Linked DNA regions of Mus musculus: region 2 is linked to region 1. Evidence: chromatin contacts called from public HiChIP or PLAC-seq data. All regions are on one chromosome and are shown on one strand. The core of a region is the stretch at or near the end of the contact, and the rest is flanking DNA. Distances in the headings are between cores, read along the strand shown. Region 1 overlaps Thsd7a (thrombospondin, type I, domain containing 7A). Region 2 has its middle 17 kb from the start of Tmem106b.

Evidence for each region. HiChIP or PLAC-seq counts read pairs in DNA pulled down with a chosen protein or histone mark.
Region 2: a contact with region 1 is called in an H3K27ac HiChIP or PLAC-seq map of the NIH/3T3 cell line, with 4 times the contacts expected there. The contact joins two enhancer-like sites. A contact is called at or near these places in 1 of 39 promoter capture datasets (hippocampal neurons) and 2 of 115 datasets of contacts at active chromatin or transcription factors (the NIH/3T3 cell line and stem cell-derived neural progenitor cells).

The regions. Positions count from the first base shown.
Region 1 is chr6:12,600,259-12,604,191 of GRCm38.p6, forward strand. All of the region lies in intron 1 of Thsd7a (thrombospondin, type I, domain containing 7A), which reads right to left. Among named protein-coding and RNA genes, the nearest start is that of Thsd7a, 150 kb to the right of the region's middle. Within about 2 kb of position 2,128, at least 11 of the 459 cell types and tissues checked have an H3K27ac peak or open chromatin away from gene starts, as enhancers often do. A contact at or near this core is called in the NIH/3T3 cell line, where this site is marked.
Region 2 is chr6:13,050,856-13,055,196 of GRCm38.p6, forward strand. No RefSeq gene overlaps it. Among named protein-coding and RNA genes, the nearest start is that of Tmem106b, 17 kb to the right of the region's middle. Within about 2 kb of position 1,671, at least 58 of the 459 cell types and tissues checked have an H3K27ac peak or open chromatin away from gene starts, as enhancers often do. A contact at or near this core is called in the NIH/3T3 cell line, where this site is marked.

The DNA.
Region 1 (3,933 bases), core at 878-3,377:
TTGAGTTTATTAATTTTATTTTACATGAAGATGAAAATATATTCCTGATTCATGGAGTTGATTTTGAAAACTTTCTTCTCATAGTTCTGATTACTTTTAAAGGTGTGTTTGCAGAACTTGCCAGAGTACAATTTGCTTTCAAATTCCTGCAAGTAATAAGACTTTGTAGGGTTTTTCTTAATGGTGGTTTTCTAAATCTGCATTCAATTAACGATGTAAGTAAACACAATGTGAGCAGAGCAACTTATTTGATGTGAGCCCTGTAAGATATGTTCGACCATAAACCATACAATGCATATCTTACCAGATCTTTCATATACCATTCAGCTGAAGCAACATTTTTTTTGTAAAGTTCTTGCTTCAAAGATTTGCAAATCGATTTTCTCTTACTGTATACTCCATTTGTTTAGAACACTGTAAACTATTTGCATCATTGTAACTCATTTAGAGGATAGACAGTGGTACCAAATAATTCCCAACTCTTGGTTTCTTTTTCCTGAGCTTCTACTTCAACTAACAAGCTGATAGGTATATACAATACTCGTTTTCTCTTAGTTCAGTATTTTTTCAAATAGTATTCAAATTGATCATGCTAGTGAAAATATTGTTAATGCGCACAGCCCGCTTATTAAGTGTAGGTTGGAAAGTGATATTCAGCATCTCTAAGAACCTTCTGGGTAATACAAAGTTAGCTGATTTCTAAGCCAATATCATCCTCATGATGCTAAGTAGACTATAGAGAAATGGCCCTTCTCAGCCAGGCTGGATCTTTCTTCATTCTCTCTCAAAGTTCAGTGACACCTCAGATCATTTTTTCCCTTTAGGTGACCACCCATGTCAAGTTACTTACCATGGCCACCTTCTTGTTTCTAGATCTCACCTCTGTCCCCAGTCTATGAGTACTTCTTGAGTGTGAAATCTGCCCCAGTGTTTTAGTCTAACTTCTAATTCTATAGAGCTTCCTAGCATGCACCCTCAGTAATGGTATGACTATATTTAACTTTTAATTGCTGCTTAACAAATCACTATAAAGAGATCATACCCAGTTACAGTTATCGGTTCATATTTTTATAGTAAGAAGTTGGTACCATGTTGCTGAGTTCGATGCTTAAGGTATAACAAGGCTGTAATTTAGACATTGACTCAATTAAGTGTGATAATATAAGGAACCTGTTGGGAAATCCTTCATGACACTCATTCAGAATGTAGGCAGAGTCCAGGTCTTTGATACTATCTTTATAAGCACAATTCTTCCTATTTTGTGTGTATCAGCAAGGAATTGCCTGTAGTCATCTCATCTGCTTATCTACAATCGTCTAAGTGCTATTACCTTTACAAACCATCCTCTGGCCTATATTTTATGTTCTCTTTTTTGCCTAAAACCTGAGAAAGCATCCATGGGGGACCTCGACCCTCTCAGATATGAATGGGAGTAGGAATTGGAGGAGGGGTAGGGTATGTGAGTGTGGGACTCGGAAGGGAGAGGGGCAGCGATCAGGATATAAAGTGAATAAATAAATTAATTAATTAATGGGGAAATGCTTGCATGATTCTGTCAAGCAAAATGACCAGGAAAATCTTATCTGTGTTAATTAACCTGAAATTTTAATTATATCTACAGAAATTCACATCCAGCAGCCTACAATCCAGTGTTTGATTGAATAGCCAGAAGCTTGGTTTCTCAGGGAGTCATGGTTTCTGCCTATATGCAAAATGAATGTTCTTTATATCTATTCTACCTATAAATGGTGAAAAGAGCCAACTCAGCAGACCTTTGAAGGGTCTAAGTACAAATGTAGAGCACCTAGATGTCAATACGGCCCATGCTAGGTATTCAGCATTAACAAGTATAATCATTGGTATTCTGGTTGCTAAAATGTTTGCTTGTTCTTTCTTTGTCCTCCTGCCTCTGGTGCTAGGCTAAGTTGACATGATTGATCTGGCTATTTTAGGGAGTCACTCATACTATTCTTTGCTTAACTCTCAGAGAACTCTTTTAAGAAGAAATTCTACTGAGTATTCTCTGTGTGAATATGCTGGAAGCAAATACTACACGGAGAAAGGATGTGCAACACTCAGCCAGTCATTTCCTCAAGGCCAGAATGAGCTATCTAAATAACCCATGATTCAACATCAAAATTCCCCAAGTGTACTAGCATATGAATCACCATTTGCCATTATCGCAGCTTCTCAGATGTGTTTGGAGCCCGTTGAAGCTAGAATGCACTTACTTTAACTTGGTGGTTGCAGATATAAGCATACATCTACTGTGTTGCCGAAATGGCTTCAAATTAATTCACAAACTCAAACTTCTGTGCATTATTTAGTATCCATATGTTACATGATCTAAAGACTTGAGATATTTTCTTTGCATGTTTTATATTCAGTAAGTAGCAGTGTCATTATTAAGTTTTGGGTCAGTGTAGATTGAAAGTCGTAGTATTTCTTTATGCAGTTATTAAAGTGAAAATTGTCACTATTCTTTGGGAATTAATATTTGACATTACTGTAAGATATTTGCATTTCATAAGACTTTATAAAGATTCACTATTATATACTACTGTAGTGTGTGGCATAATGTCTTGTTTGAAATATGCATATAAAACAATTTGGGTCAGGGAGTACAAAAATCAAAATAGGACTTATAGTATCTGCCTGTGCTTGACCTTCTCTTTCCCTTTGATGTCCATACAGCCATTATATATTCTTAACTCACTGATCAAATATGCTCAGTGGACAACAGACCCTATTGAAATGCAATGAGTGAATCTCTGTATGTCATAGCACTTCAGAAAGATATGCAAAGCTGGAAGATCAGAGAAGCTTCTGTTAGGGGATCTCCTCCAGCGCAGCGAGAAAGGAAACAGAATCTCTCACACTGAAACTGCAATTAATTGTGGGATAATTGGCAACAGACACAGACTCTGAGTTGAAAACAAAACAGGTTTCAGAATGCATTAGCTCATCACTTAATTAGGGGTATCTTTGAAGCATAAACCAATCTTTATTCTAATTCTATACACAGAGCAAGTGTTTAATTGAGAAGAACAAAGCACTGACATACTCTCCCAACAGTTATTTAATAGAAGGAAGAAAATGATGATGGGGCTTTACCTACAAATTATTGGAACTTTTAATGCAACTTTAAAGGAGAGCTAGAAATAATGGCTCCTGCTACAGGCATCATTATTTCCAATATTCTTAGACTATCTCAAATCCCCAAATTATCATTCAAATTAAATGTGGAATTAAAAGAAGCAATGGAAATATTAGTAAAAATATAATGCATCAAGATATTATACATAAGCATTTTTACTACATATGAATTAAATCATAGAAAGCAAATCATAACACCACATAGATTAGCTGCTTCTACAGAGTAGGTAATTGGGATACAAATAGAATATATGAAAACAGTCACTGCTCAGTGAACTACTCAGACAAGCAATGGGAAGGAGCAGGAAGGACCTATATAAAATTAGGATACCCAAGATATGTGAAGACTGTCCATGGCTGAGTAATCGCTTTGTTTGGACCTCATAAACGAGATTTTTTTTTCACATGAGACCTTTTGGAAACATTTCTAAATAATAAATTTCATAAGCTGAGGCTAATTGAGGTGATGAATTAAATGTGTTATGTATGATTTTAATTTCATTTTTTCCAGCCAATTCACTCTTGGAAAAGCATCTTTAGCTGGATGTCTGCTCATGACTCTTGAGGGGAAGATTAAGAAAGCACCCTCTTCTGGAGCATGGTTCACCAATGTGTCTGGTTGCTTGGGAACTATATGACCTGTCACCCTAAAGAGAATGAAATATGCCTGGGCTCAATGACAACTCCAAAGGAAAGGTAGACTGTTGGCAGGTGCTTTGCCTAGTTTTTGTCTTAAGGCAGCTGCCATAAAGAACTAGTCATCAGTTGATACTCCAA
Region 2 (4,341 bases), core at 421-2,920, 450 kb after region 1:
GCAAGTCTGGAGTCTGCAGTGCCTATGTATCTGTAGCCACTTTGCTCAAATGACCTTATAAAACTGAACATAAAAACGGTTGCATAAGAACCGTTCTAATATTTTAAGTGTAAATCAGACCATAATATTCCACAGATCGAATGTCTTGTGGCTTCCCACTGCGTTGAGCCAGTGATCACAAGGTCTGTTTGTCTAAACAGATTCTGAGACCTCAGCTCTCCCCGGACTCATTCTTCAAATCCACAGGGCTCTTCCTAAGTTCCAGGTTGAGGATATGTTGATTCTCCACCTCTGAAGCATTACTATGCCTCTGTTTGATGTTCTTTTCCAAAGAAGCACGTGTCAGGCTCCTCTGTTTCATCAGCTCTCTACTGAAGTACCAGTGAAGAACCTCACAAGAATTCACATAAATTAATAATGTACTCATCTTTCTTTTATTTTTTGCCCTGACTCTCATTGTTCTGTTGAGCTTGCTACTGTTTGACATTTTTAGGGCAGTCCTCTGTTTTAACCAGTTTGCCTGCATTCCCAGATGTGTAAGCTGAGTGGAGTCAAGACCCACCCCTGCTTATGTTTATTTTCCTTTAGTCTAGAGCAGCCCTTAACACAGAGATAATGCTCAATACCATTTGATAAGTGAACAAATGGAAACACTTTGGATTAATTCTTAAGCTCCACCCACTGATTGGCATGAAACAATGAAAGCTAAATACTTATAATAGCAAATTTTATTCCAAATTATGCTTAAAATATTTCTTTAGATTCTAACTACCTATTGGATAGTCTTGAATTCCCTGTCCAATTCTGCTTTCTCCTGTAAACAAAGGTGTTTAAGGATGAGAATAATAAAAAGGGAGTTGTATATTATTTTTTGAAATTTAGTATGTATTTTTCCCAGAACTGTCTCTAGACCATAAAATATTGAATAGAAACTCAAGTTAACTCTGGATTTGAATGAACGAGGACTTGAGTTAGGATCATGGAAAGGCCTGCCCTGGAGTGTGGGGGGGTGTACTTTGTCCAATTCCACCAAAGAAGCTTCTGTTTCCTTTTCCAGCTGGTATCAATTGTAAATAGCTTTGTGGCTAAGGTACAACTTCGTGCTCACTACTCTATGGGATTTTGTCTGGTTTGAACCTGTGCAGAGCTGATGCATGCTATGTCACAGTCTCTCTGAATTCATCCATATGTGCTTTGGCCATGTTGGATTGGAGTCACCCATCACTTTTGGTTCTTTGGCTCCTTCTGTCTCCTGTTCCACATAAAGCCCTGAGCCTCGAAGGGAGGGGTTTTATAGGACATCCCATTTAGGGCTGAGCACTCCAAAGTCTCTCACTGTACAATGTCTAGCTGCAACTCTGCGTTAATTACCATCTACTTCAAGAAGAAGCTTCCTCATGAAACGGAATCAGGAAACTTACTGCTATAGTTCTCATAGATTCCTGACCAAAAACGAAACAAAAACAAAAACAAAAAGAACAACAATACCCCTCCAAGATGTCTTTACAGAATGTACTTTGAATGGTTCTTCCAGCCAAATTCTGGAAATAGAAATAGAAATGACGAAATAGGTAGAACCTTCCTGACACACGTTGTTTATCCAAGGCTTGTTTTTCTGCCTGCATGCTCTAGTTATTTATTACATACTAATGCCTGATCTCTTGTGAAAGTCTCACCTTGTTGGAATGTCAAAGCTAGAAGTGATCTCTGTAATTTTCCATTAGTCATTGGGTAGTCCACTCTAGAAAGAGATTACATCTCTTGGTTTGCTTGCTTGGCTGGTGCCAAAGTCTGTTAAATGTTCTCTATGTATTGTTTACTTTAGTATTTGTGACTCAAAGTAGTTCTGCCAAGTACTCCATGAGTTCTACAAAATATGTCAGTAGAAATGAGTCAGCTGATATCACAGGAATAATTATATTAAACAAAAAATTCAAAAAAAAGCCATAGAAATGTAGAAAAATGCACTTCCAAGTAGGCAATTAATTCAATAATAAAATAAAGAACTGGTGACCTATTGGGTCCATGACATTAGCTAGGAAAGATGATTAATCAGTAAAAGAAGTGGGGGAGAGCACAGTCGGAAGATAATGAGCACATTCCAAGCCTAAAATGGAACAGAAATGAACTGCAGTGCCAAGAACAGTACACTGAGAAGAGCAGAATACTAGATCTGGTCATTGCTAGCGTTGCCAGCTGTGTGCTTTCCTTGTCCAAGGCATGAGGACCCTGATGCATACATACCCTTCCTAGTGAGCACTCTGGCCTATAACCCAGGGTAAGATCCCAGGGGGAAAGCTGCAGTAAATTTCATCAGCTGTCCAGAAAGGCACACTTCTGTGGCACTATCCCTGCAACTCTGTGCAACAGGAATCTCATCCCTCTACTCCTGTATTCTGCAGGATCTTCTAAGTCCTTTTTCAGACTAAGATTTGCATGGCATGTTGCTTTATCATCCATACCAGATTTAAAACTACTACAAACTCTATCTGTTCTCTGTAATCAGTGTGAACTTATTTTCTGTTCCTAAATTCTGTATGTTATAGAAATGCCTGTTTTCCCTCAGTACCCTTGCTCTAGCAGAGCTTAAAAGCGGTTTAGAAAGTGGATAATCATAAAAGAAGATCTACACACTAATTTTCATGATATTAACTACATATATTGGATTATGTGGTTCTTCATAATTATCATCAGATCAGGTATACAAGAAAAATGCATCTATTTAAACATCACCACCATCAACTCTTCTCATTACTCATCTCTTTACCTTAATTTACTTTTCAAAAAGGTCATTTCTTTCAGGTTTAAAGTATGTAATATTAATATTTATTTCAAACTCAGTATATTAGGTATGGTTTTTATGCCAGTAATCTTAGCACTTGAGACCTGTGTTATGAGGATAATAAAGTAGAGGCCAACCTGTGTTACATATCAAGTCTGAGCCAGCCTGACCTACATAGTAATTTCCAGGGCAACCTAGAATATACATGAGATCCTGTCTCAAACAATAGAAGAAAATTCTGTCTGTCATTAGTTTCATAGAACAAAGCTGTTGGAGGTGTCTTTATGATAAAGATACATACACACTAGAAAATAATTTAAATGTTTATACAGTTCAGTGTTCATATGATATGAAGTTATTAAAGATCAAAAGAAGCAAGGGAGCCACAATAGAGGAAAATAAGAAGAACAACAAATATCAAAGAAGGTGACTACAGTGGACAATATCAGTCAAACCAAGGCAATTTGCATGTACTGTAAAAAAATAAGAAACTGACTGAATACTAACAAGAGTTTATAGGTTAGCAATATAAAACAGGTCCTTGTAATAGAGATCATAGAACCTCACTGTTTGAGGGAACAGAGTCTGAAGAACTGAAACTTAGAAATTAAAACAAAACAGAACAAAAAACTCAGAACATTCAAAGTGGAAAATAATGCTATGGAAAAGAAAGAATGGAGATTGTAATACATTATAAATGATTTATAAAAAAAGTAAATTGCAGATATTAAGCAGCCAGTTCAATCAGTTTGTATAGCTATGCTCAACCCCATAACTATTTCCCAAAACAAAAAAGGAACTTTTGCACAGGTCCAGAAGAATTCCTCTGAATGTCAATTTCTCCCTGTAACTCAGGTGATCACTTTCCTATTTGTATAACATGTATTTGTTTTGGCTTTTAAAATGCATGTAAATGGGATAGCACTATATGCATCCTTGCAATTTTATGCTCTTTTACAAGACAAAATTAGTTGCACTAGTATGCTCTTATGACTGACTGGTGTTTTATATGAATGCAAAATCACTCTCTTGGGTCACTTTTTTCTTCTATTTGAATAGGTGGGTTTGTTTGGGTTTTCCCCTCACTTTAAGCAATGATTTACTGAGTATAAAGCTTCTATAGACATGTTTGAGGAAACAGTGTCTGAGACTTAGAAATTGAATAGACCTTAAATAGTCATCATCCCTTCATAAGAACATCTGTCACCGTTAGAGTTTCATTGCTGTGAAGAGACTCCATGAGCAAGGCAACTTTTATAAAAGACAACATTTAATTTATGCTGTCTTGGAGATTCAAAAGTTCAGTCCATTACCATCATGGCAGTAAGCATGGCAGCCTGCAGGCAGACATAATGCTGAAGAAGGAACTGAGAGTTCTACATCTTGAACTGAAGGCAACCAAGACAGACTGACATCTTCAGGCAGCTAGGAGGAAGCTAGCTTTCATAAAGGATAAAGCCTGAGCATCGAAGGAGACCTCCAAAGCCCACTCCCATAGGGACACTTGATCCAACAAGGCCACCCTCCTAACACTAGCACCTCCAATGGGTCAAACATAT